3 separate regions of the Rattus norvegicus genome follow, and regions 1 and 3 are each linked to region 2. Evidence: chromatin contacts called from public Hi-C data. All regions are on one chromosome and are shown on one strand. The core of a region is the stretch at or near the end of the contact, and the rest is flanking DNA. Distances in the headings are between cores, read along the strand shown.

Region 1 (3,056 bases), core at 485-2,984, 230 kb after region 2:
GGTTCCCACCTATGGAGCCTCGAGAGTGGGAGCATGCCCCAGCCACTCAGATAGCATTTATCTTTTACCCACTTCTGGCCTTTGCCAGCCCAGATTACTCCTGGCACCTACGGGCACCTGAGTTTGCAACTCCAGAACCCAAGTGTGATCCCAATCTCTCCTGACTGCTTCTTGGCTCTATGAATTCCAAGCATGTTGTCACAGGGTCCCAGGGAACATCAACTGTCAGTACTCATGAATAAGAAGCCCCTGGGCAGTTTGGGGAGAAACCCCTGAAGATGACCCAGTCTATCAGCTGCTGGGGAGCTAGCAGAGTATGTATCTCAGCGGGGCCCAGTGTCTTCAGGGCTGGGCATATGCTTAGCTGCATACAGAGACCACTGAGGGCAGGACAGGAAGGACAGACAGACACCAGAATCCAGCCTGTGGTAAAGACAGAATTTGTCTTTGGTTCACACAAAGGGGAGTGAAATGTGTTCGCTAACGAGCTGGAAGATAGAACATGAAGGAAGTCAGGTAGAGGAGGGAACACTGTACCATCTGTGGCTCCCCTGCTCCTCAGTCTCTCAGCTCCTCCCCTTCTCCAGTCTCTCAGGACTTTGAGATCTTGCAGTGGAGAGTCCCCCCTATGCTCTGAATCCATACCCTGAGTATGCAGTCTAGGCTATGCCCGTCACTGTTGTCCACAGAGCAGTGTTTAACAGTTAACAAATCTCTCTCTCTCTCTCTCTCTCTCTCTCTCTCTCTCTCTCTCTCTCTCTCTCTCTCTCTCAAGTTTATTTATCCCCTGAATAGGTATGAGTTAAAAGCAAGATAAGTTTCTCATAACTTCCTTGGTTGCAGAAGGACTGGCCCAATCAGGGTTTTCTAGCCCTGGTCAGAGCTTTCTTCTCTTTCTGAGCCTCAGTTTCCTAACTGAGTATCGGGTTTGGCTCACATGCCCCCACTTGCTGGCATTCATTCGCTTCCCAGGCTGCTGCTGTGCCCCGAACACAAGGGCTTAAATCCCTGGCTGTGGCTCTGCTGCAGGCTCCTTTCCTTTTGTATCACACACTGTCAACTTCCCGGCATCCGTTCAGAATGGTTGCTTAAGAAGTTATTTGCAGGTGCATGCAGTCAGTAAGGAGGTGTATTCCAGGTGAGTTCTAGTGGGTGTAAATCTAGCCCAGTATCTTCCTGGCCTGGCTGGAAGTGATAGGGACAAACAAGGGTTGTCAGTGTGGGCTGGAGAGGAGAGGTCACCCTGGGACTGAGGCCTGGGAGATGCACTATTGATTGGGCAAACTGTATTTTCAGTCCTCTAGCCAAGGCACTGATCTCTAGAGGCAAAACGAGACATTCAGCCCTGGAGCAGGAGGCCTGAGGTCGGTCACCTTGTGGGTGTCGTATCTTTTTTACTTCTCTGTTCTTTCTGTTATCTCTCCCTTTCTGATCCACCTCAGAGCCTCCCACGTCTTTCTGACTCTCAGGATCAGTGTCTCTCTTGGTCTAGAGGCTCTTTCAAATGACTTCCGGTTCCGCGCGTGGGGCTACGGGATGGGGCACAAAGCACGAACTGATTGCGCTGCCAGATGCAACCAGCAGGGGACACTAGAGAACCAGTTCTGAGGGGGCGTGACGGAGGCGTGTAGGGGCGTGGTCTCGAAGCCAGAGGACCAATAAAGGCGATGGCACGCGGCCTAGGTATCGCTTCCTGGGTCGTACGACCTCTGTTGTGTCTGCTCTGAGTTCTTCCGCGCGCCCTCGCCCGACCCGTGACAGCGATGCTAGCTCTGCGCTGCGGTCCCCGCCTGCTCGGTCTGCTCTCCGGCCCGCGCTCCGCGCCGCTCCTCCTCTCCACGACCCGTACCTGCAGCGACGGCGGAGCCCGAGGCGCGAACTCTTCCTCCCAAAACCCGCTCGTGTACTTGGACGTGGGCGCCGACGGACAGCCGCTCGGCCGCGTGGTGCTGGAGGTGAGACTTGGCCGTAGGGAAAACCTGGACTTCCCGGGCCCCGTACTGTGCCTGGCACACCGGATGACCTTGGGCCTCAGTTTCCCTCTCTCAGAAGAAGCGGCATCAACTTGGTCCGTTTCCGGGCATTTCAAAACCCTGGAGGATGGGGGGGGGGGGGAGGGTGATATGGAAGAGAGAGGGAGGGCTAGTGTGGAGGAAAAGGTCAAGGTCAGATCGTACTGAGTGACAGCCCACTGACCGGCCAGGACTGACGTTGGGCTTCCTAGAACCGTCTGCGTCCAAGGTTGGACCCAGAGCTCAGGTGGGTGTCTGAGGTCCAGGTGTTGCCTGGTGCTCATTTGTTGGCCTGAGCACACTCGGGATCCGCCCCCAAGGCCTGATTACCTAAGAGGAGGCACATGGAATGAATGAGAAGGTTCTGAATTGGGAGCCCAAGCTTCTCCACTCTTTGAGGTCCACGTTCAACAATGGCTCCTGTTCGACCCTTGAAGAGAAAATTAGGAAACAGTCAAAATATCAGGAGGAGGCTCTAGGAGCCTTTTGGCTTGAACAAAGGTACCAGTTAGTGTTGGCTGCCCGATTTGCGAAGGGGGTGTGTGTGGCCAATATTTATTATTATGCCTCAGTTTCATCTTTTGGAGAATGAGGAGCATCTCCCCAACCCCATTTGGTGAAGAGGGATTCTTAAAAGAAGCCAAGAGTCAGGCTTGGATGAGGCCTGTCTGTCATTCCTCAACTGTCTGCTCCTTCCTTCTGGGGACCTCAGTTTCCCCCTGCACTGAGGAACATCAGCTGGTCCTGATGATACTCTTGGTCCAGGGACTCCTGCTGAGGACCTCCAGTTGACAATTCTGTCCCGGAAGTGGGCCAGGATGACAGTAGTTTCTTCTGATAAGAAACTGAGGCCGTCTCAGGCAAGCCTTGGTTGGGTTCAGGAAGCAGCTGCCAGGGATGATAGCTTTCTTGGCTGTTCCTAGGAGAGTCAGTGGGCATGGAGAGGAATGGTCCTGATGCCCTGGCCTCTGGGTGTGAACCTCGAGGGGGCTCTGCCCTGCACCTGCTTCTCGACTGACCGTCCTTTTCTGTTCTTTTTCTTCC
Region 2 (3,161 bases), core at 614-3,113:
GCCCTCTGAAGGATATTCTAAACTGGGGGTCTGTGGTGGGGGAGCTCTCCAGCCCGCTCCCCTGTTGGCCCGCGGTGCGCTATGATCACCACCCAAGAGGCTTAGGACTCGCGAGTCTGCGTGGCACGTCTGCACTCCCATGCGGACCTCGTCAATCAAACTGCTGCCCCGGCGAGGCCAAGACTTCATCCGCCCGCCCCAGGCCCTGAGAAAGACCCCCGCCCGGGCGGCCAGCCCGAACCCGCCCCCAGCGGTGTCATTGTTCTCTGACGTCACGAAGCGGCTCCGCCCCTCTCCCCCCACCTTTCCTCCCCACCTCCGGTTCCCCCGGCTGGCGGCCAAGCTGCCTCCGTCGACCCGGCAGAGCAAGGCTCCCCCCGCGGCCCAGCCGGGGCTGCGCCCCCTTGCGCTCTTCCCAACTTGCCTTTGTTATTCCAGCTCCCTTCCTCGCCTCGCCTCCGACACCGTGGCTGCCTGCAAAAAGCGGAGCACGGAGTCATCGCCACACCTGGAGTCCCTAGCGGGCTCCAGCCCAAGCCTCCCCCGCCTGCTCTGAAGGGGAGTGCGTGTGCGCGCGCGCGCGTGTCCAGCCCAGACGCTAGTTATCTTTAGGACTAGAGTCCTTCTAATCAGGAGGCGGATGGGGTTGAGGAAGGGATGTGGAAGAGTAAGGGGAAATGTGTGGTATGTGTACGTGAACCAGAGACGTAGTGCACGGGGGAATGCCTCGTGTTTTGTTTTTGTTTTGTTTTTTTAACGTACCGGGGATGGCATACAGCGATATTTGTGTGTACAATTGTATGACTCCAGGTGCACGGGCATATCTGGGATGGAAAGTGTGTGTACAAGTGTGTGTCGGGGTCGTGCATGCTATGCGTGCCTTGCTGAAAGGTAGGCGCAAATCGGCGTGCCGTTTGTGTAGGAGTTTTTGTGTGAGTGGCAATGGACCTGAGCCAAAGGGAGTGCGCGCTTGGATACATTTAGGGGCCGGTCTGCGAGGAAAGCCCCCGCGAGTGGGCGCACCTAATTGTGCTTCGTGAGTGCCCTAAGGCACGACAGGAGTGGAGCCCAGCTCTGGGCTGTGAGCCGGTTGGGTTATTTCCACCTCTGCAAATTGGGAGCGCTCAGCTCGCAGCGCTCCAGGCGCTTCCTACCAAGCATTATGGCGTTCTTGCTCTAAACTTCAAGTAGCAGTGGTTACCTCTGTATCCCTCGCTCCTTCTCATATGTCAATGGAAGCGCACTTCCACCTCCCCCTACGTCACCCGTGGTAGTGAAGATTAGGGTCCTCTCACCCTCTGTCCCAAAGTCTCCGGGGGAAACTCCGCACACCGTGTCTCATTAGCCACCCAGTCACCCCAATTCAGGTGGCTAACAGAACCTAAGGCCCCAGAGCCAGGGTACCAGCAGGAAGCGGGGTATGCCTTCTGGCAATAATTTTGCTCCTACCAATGTGGTCCTTTCCTAGGCACATCAGTCTCCCGGCTCCAAACTTATGGAATGGCGGGGGGGGGGGGGCGTTAAAGAGCAGTGAAGGGAGGTGAGAGGAGGGACGAGAGAGTGAGCAAAGCAGCATATGAGGGTAAGGGTGGCGAGGAGCCTAACAGGGTCTGGAAGAGAGCTGAGACCTGGGCACAGGGAACAGAGGGAGGAAAAGAAGGGAAAGGGGAGAGGCGGAAGGGAAAGGAAAGGGAAAAGGAGAGCGCAGCGAGCGCGCAGATGGAGAGCGAACCAAGGCCAGCAGACCTGCGCGCTGGAGGCGCGGCGCTCCGCTCCCGCCATTACTCCGTGCCGGCTTTTGCGGGAGGCCGGCGGCGCGGGGCCCTTTGGAAATAGAATAGCCAATGTAATCTGACACTTCAACTTGCTCGGCTCCGGGCGAGTTGATTCACTTACTCACCCCCTAACGCCGAGTTCCTTTTCACTGTCTGTGGACATTAAAAAAGCGAGCGGCGGCGGCGGGCGCCCCGGAGAGCAAGCGGCCGGCCGGGCGAGCTGCGATCGGGCCGCAGAGCAAGCGAGCAGCGCCCGCGCAGCGCGCTGACCCTATCGCCGGCCGGTGAGGAGCGGGAACCAGAGCCGGAGCCGAGTGGATCTCCGCGCTCTCGCTGCGCTCCTCCGGGCTCCAGCCTGCCCTACACGGCGGTGGCAGCGGCGCGTCCTCCAGCGGTGGCAGTGGTGCTCGCAGAGCCCGGTAAGTTTGGGGACAGAGCCAAGCGCCCGTTAGCTCCGAGGCTTCCACCCGCTCCCGGCGGATCGTCAGGGTGCGAGCGCCGGGTACTGTACTAGGGCTTTCCGCTTAAAGGTTTAGCTCCGGCCGGGCGAGAGAAGCCAGCCGTGCGGGCTCGGCGCTGCTGCCCTGGCCGCCGGGGGCGGAGGCCCTGGCCACCAGCGAGCACCCAGCTTGTGTAGAGCGACTCCGGATGAGCGCGGGGACCCGGGGGTTTTCGGATGTACGGGGCGCCGGTGTGGTTGTGCGCGCGGACTCGGTGCCCGCCTCCTGCCGGCGCGCCTCCAGCCGTCGCTCCGAACAGTCGGGGGCCGGCCGGGATACGGATTCGGAGGAGGGAGGAGAGGACCCGGGAAGAACTGGCTGGGTCTCCCTTGCTCCTTTTGGAAAGATATGAAGTTGTGCTCCTGTGTGCGTAGGAGAACCGCCAGGAAGGCGCTGGATTCTAGGGTGGCCAGGGGTTGGTGATGTTAAGTTGTGCCTCCAAATTTCTATGGAGAACACACTTTTGTACATGGGAGATGGGGGCGCGGTTAAGTTGTTTTGGGGGGAGAATAGCTCGGGGAAACGCGGCGCGTGGCTAAAGCAGGACACGTTGAGGAGATGTGTTGAGGCTTCTCGTTCGGGCTTCGGAAGCCGAAGGGGCTTTCAGGCCAACGTCTGGCCGGGGCTGCCCCAGTCGGGAGGCGAGCCCAAGGGGAAGATGTGTGTGTGTGTGTGTGTGTGTGTGTGTGTGTGTGTGTGTGTGTGTGTGTGTGTGTGTGTGTGTGTGTGTATGCGCGCGCGCGTTGCAAATACGAAAGTAATTTCCCCGTGTTCTTTCTTCCTCTCTGTCTCCGGCGGCGACGGCGGCGACGGCGGCCCCGGGGGAGTGGGAGGCCGACCCGGGAGGAGGTTGGGGGGCCGGGCCGGAGCTGAAGCTGGGTCCGGA
Region 3 (3,132 bases), core at 330-2,829, 140 kb before region 2:
CTGATTGGGAGTTGGTGATCTTCAAACATGTCTGTGCATCAGATGGTGTGGAAACTAGAGAACGGTGCCACCCCAGCCTTTGGTTCAGTAGGTTTGCACTGGGGAATGGGGACTGGCACTTCAGCGGGTGCAGGAGATGCTGCCTGCCTTGGAAGCCTTGTCCAGCGTGGAGGATGCTATTTGCAGGACTCAGAAACTGTATTTACTCCTCACCCAGACCCATGGGTAACTGGCATGGGATGAAAGCCCGGCACCCCACCCCTCACTATGGGTGAGCCACATGCCTCCATAGAGAGGGAAATCAATTACCCAGGAGGAGGCATCCAGACCCAGGGCTACTCTAGCCTACCTCACCCCACTCCCAGATCGAAGGCACAAAGATATGGGAAGCAGATGCATCTTACTGTCAGCTTTTTACAATGTCCTGTCCAGACCCCAAAAGGTGAATGCCAGTAGCCAATGACCACGAGTTCCAGAAACAGCAGCATCTAGCCGGACAGACAACCCCAGGCGAGGGCAGTCATCCATGAAAGTATGGTGGCACCTTAGAGCAGGATGTCATATTTTCGGAGCCAGTTTGTCTTTTTGCCTAGTAAGGACTTCTCTGGGCAACTCACCAAGACTAGAGCCGAGACAGTGATGGGCAGGACCTGAGACTACATAATGATGCTTATACCTTTGTCCCCTTTTCTCTTTTCCTTAGTTTAAACCTAAAGCTCATGCCAGTACTCCAGAAATGGGACCCAGAGATCACTAGATCCCCTTATATGTTCTATGTAGGATGACCACACTGACTTCATCTTGCTTTTTATCGCCTGTCTCTTTAATTGGTATGTTGGAATAGATGGCAGAACTTAGCCTGTTGTGGCTCCCAGAACAACCTAAAACTCCATCTGCAGTGGGTAAGCCAAGAGTCCAGATGAGGAGAAAGAAGCCCACTGAGGTAATGTTCCTCCCTGAAGCCGAGGAGTCAACCATCCTGCTAAAGGACAGGTAGATGAGGTGAAGAAGAGCAGCCAAGCTTTATACCCAGAGTCTGCGAGGTGAGACGTCCACCCCCGAGGGTTTGAGCCCCCTCCCCACCGTTCGAGCTCAGCCAGCTCCCCCCAGGGGACCACAATCCCCACCCCACCCCACCCCCAAAGGCACAATCCAGCCCTCTTCGAGAGGCAGGTGTGCCTGCAGGGAGACCAGCCCTGAGAGGGCTTTGCGGACGGGTAGGCCCTCAGCAGATGTGAGAGCGATTATTATAATCTCTCCGCCCCCAGATGGCATGGTCCGGGTTGCCCCCTCCTCCGCCTGCCAGGCCCCTCTCCGCGGTCCCCGGGGACAGGAGCTAAGGGCCCCAGCCTGCGAGTTGCCTGCCTCTTCTCCTCAGGGGGCCCCTGGCCCAGCCTCAGCGTGGGCCTGGCCTCCAGCTCAAGCAGCCTTTCTTCAGGTGCAAGGACCCAAGTGGCTGTCAGCAAGCGGCTCCTCGGCAGGGCACCTCAGGCGGGCGGAGGCGGTGGCTGGGGTGGCTCAGCACAGCTAGTGAACAAAGGCCGGCTGGGAGCTGGCAGGGCGCCATCAGGGTTCAATGCACAATGGCCCGAGGGGCTGGCGGCTTCGCTCCTGGCCGGCATTTGCATAGCGTCTGGGGCAGGAACAGGTGCCCGGTCAATAGGCGATTGTGAAGCTGCTGTGTCAAAAAAAGAAGGGGCCTGTATTGAAGGCCAGGCTGGCCTATTGCAATGCAAATAGCATTCAAAGCAGACCAGCCCGGGTTGGGCTCCCCGGAGCCCCTGCCTCATGAAAGCCACCGAGCCAGCCCGGCGGCTGCTGCTGCTGGTGCCCGCTTTGTCTGAGGCCAAAGGGTGGCACTGGCAGTGGGGGCAGGGAGCCCACAGAGGGAGGCTGTGCTTCACGCCTATCCATCTAGGAAGGCTTCCTGGAAGAGGACCAGATGCGCTAGGATGTCGCTGAACTTCAGCCAGATACTGAAAGGAAGTTACATGGCTTCTCTGAAGAGGGCCCAGAGCGAAGCGTCACGTGCCTCCTCGCTTCCCACTGCATGGCCTGAGATTTAGGATCCTTCCTAGTACCTCTGATTTTGGTGCGCCTTCATTTAACCTGAAGGTTACGCTGGGTGTACCAACGTGATTAATTCTTCCAAGCCTGAAGCAACCCTGTGAGACAAATGCGTATCATTATAATTTAGCTAGTGTGGAAACTGACTTGCCGAGGGATCGGACCATTAGTAGACAGCAGTGCTGGGAAAGACCCCTGCCAGGCTGGCTCTGGAAGCTTCCTGCGCTCCATGCTCTGCCAATGCTTCACCACCAAGTCCATCTCACAACGGAACCGAGTTCCACTGAACCACAGACGTTACAGCAAGACCAGAGTCCAGTGAACTGGCTGACTGCCTGGCTCATACCTCTTCAGCTGATGATAAGCCTGCTGTGGAGAGCTCCCATCTGACCTAGGGATGGATGCTGGCATGGTGGTGACAGGCACCACAGAACTGAGTATTTTCCTCCCAACATGTTTCCTCTTTATAGAAACACTTCAAATTGCAGGGACTGCTGATAGGCTGTGCAGGCTGCTCAAGAAAGCGGAAACCCCAAAGTACGTAATTCAGGACCTAGCATCATCAGCAAGCCAACATCCAAAACCTGGGACCACTAACCCCTGACCTAGTATTCTCAAGTTTGCCCATCTGTAAAACGGATGCCTGAGCTAATTCACAATCCGGAAATAATAGGCAAGAAAGCCTCTATGATAAAACTGCACAAGCAAGCAGCTTTCATTGCCCTCCATGATGTTTAGAAACCAGAGCCTCAGACCTCTCCAGCTTTGCCCAGTTTCATGTTGAGATGAGAGAGCCCACCCAAGCCTGTGAATGTGATTCATGACACGTTCCCTCACGTTCCAGGGACCTTCTTGTTTTAAGTTTTTAATCCATTGAAGTTATCTGGAACTCCCCCTGGGAAGGACAGGGACTGCCACATTATGCTTGAGGTGCTTGGACAAGATGACAGGGAGTTCCCCATATGCTGGGCAGTGTTCAAGGACTGCTCCTCCGAAGCAGCCTGCATTGGGAGCTGGGAAGCCTAAGGCCTCACGGATCCTCCACACAGAGATGAGGAGCAGACA

Evidence for each region. A called contact is a pair of places that touch in the nucleus more often than the background predicts.
Region 1: a Hi-C map of hepatocytes shows a contact between it and region 2, with 2.3 times the contacts expected there. The contact joins the promoter of Ppif here to the promoter of Zmiz1 in region 2. A contact is called at or near these places in 5 of 12 Hi-C or Micro-C datasets (the A7r5 cell line, Schwann cells, hepatocytes and 2 more) and 1 of 1 datasets of contacts at active chromatin or transcription factors (oligodendrocytes).
Region 3: a contact with region 2 is called in a Hi-C map of Schwann cells, with 5 times the contacts expected there. The contact joins the enhancer-like site here to the promoter of Zmiz1 in region 2. A contact is called at or near these places in 3 of 12 Hi-C or Micro-C datasets (Schwann cells, liver and mammary epithelial cells) and 1 of 1 datasets of contacts at active chromatin or transcription factors (oligodendrocytes).

What each region holds. Positions count from the first base shown.
Region 1 is chr16:1,262,267-1,265,322 of GRCr8, forward strand. Ppif (peptidylprolyl isomerase F) reads left to right here and starts at 1,735. Exons shown (of 6, transcript NM_172243.2): 1 at 1,735-1,955. The coding sequence starts at 1,764.
Region 2 is chr16:1,032,297-1,035,457 of GRCr8, forward strand. Zmiz1 (zinc finger, MIZ-type containing 1) reads left to right here and starts at 1,864. Exons shown (of 24, transcript NM_001108393.1): 1 at 1,864-2,194.
Region 3 is chr16:893,077-896,208 of GRCr8, forward strand. All of the region lies in intron 2 of LOC103693859 (a long non-coding RNA gene), which reads right to left. Among named protein-coding and RNA genes, the nearest start is that of Zmiz1, 140 kb to the right of the region's middle. Within about 2 kb of position 1,580, at least 59 of the 93 cell types and tissues checked have an H3K27ac peak or open chromatin away from gene starts, as enhancers often do. A contact at or near this core is called in Schwann cells and liver, where this site is marked.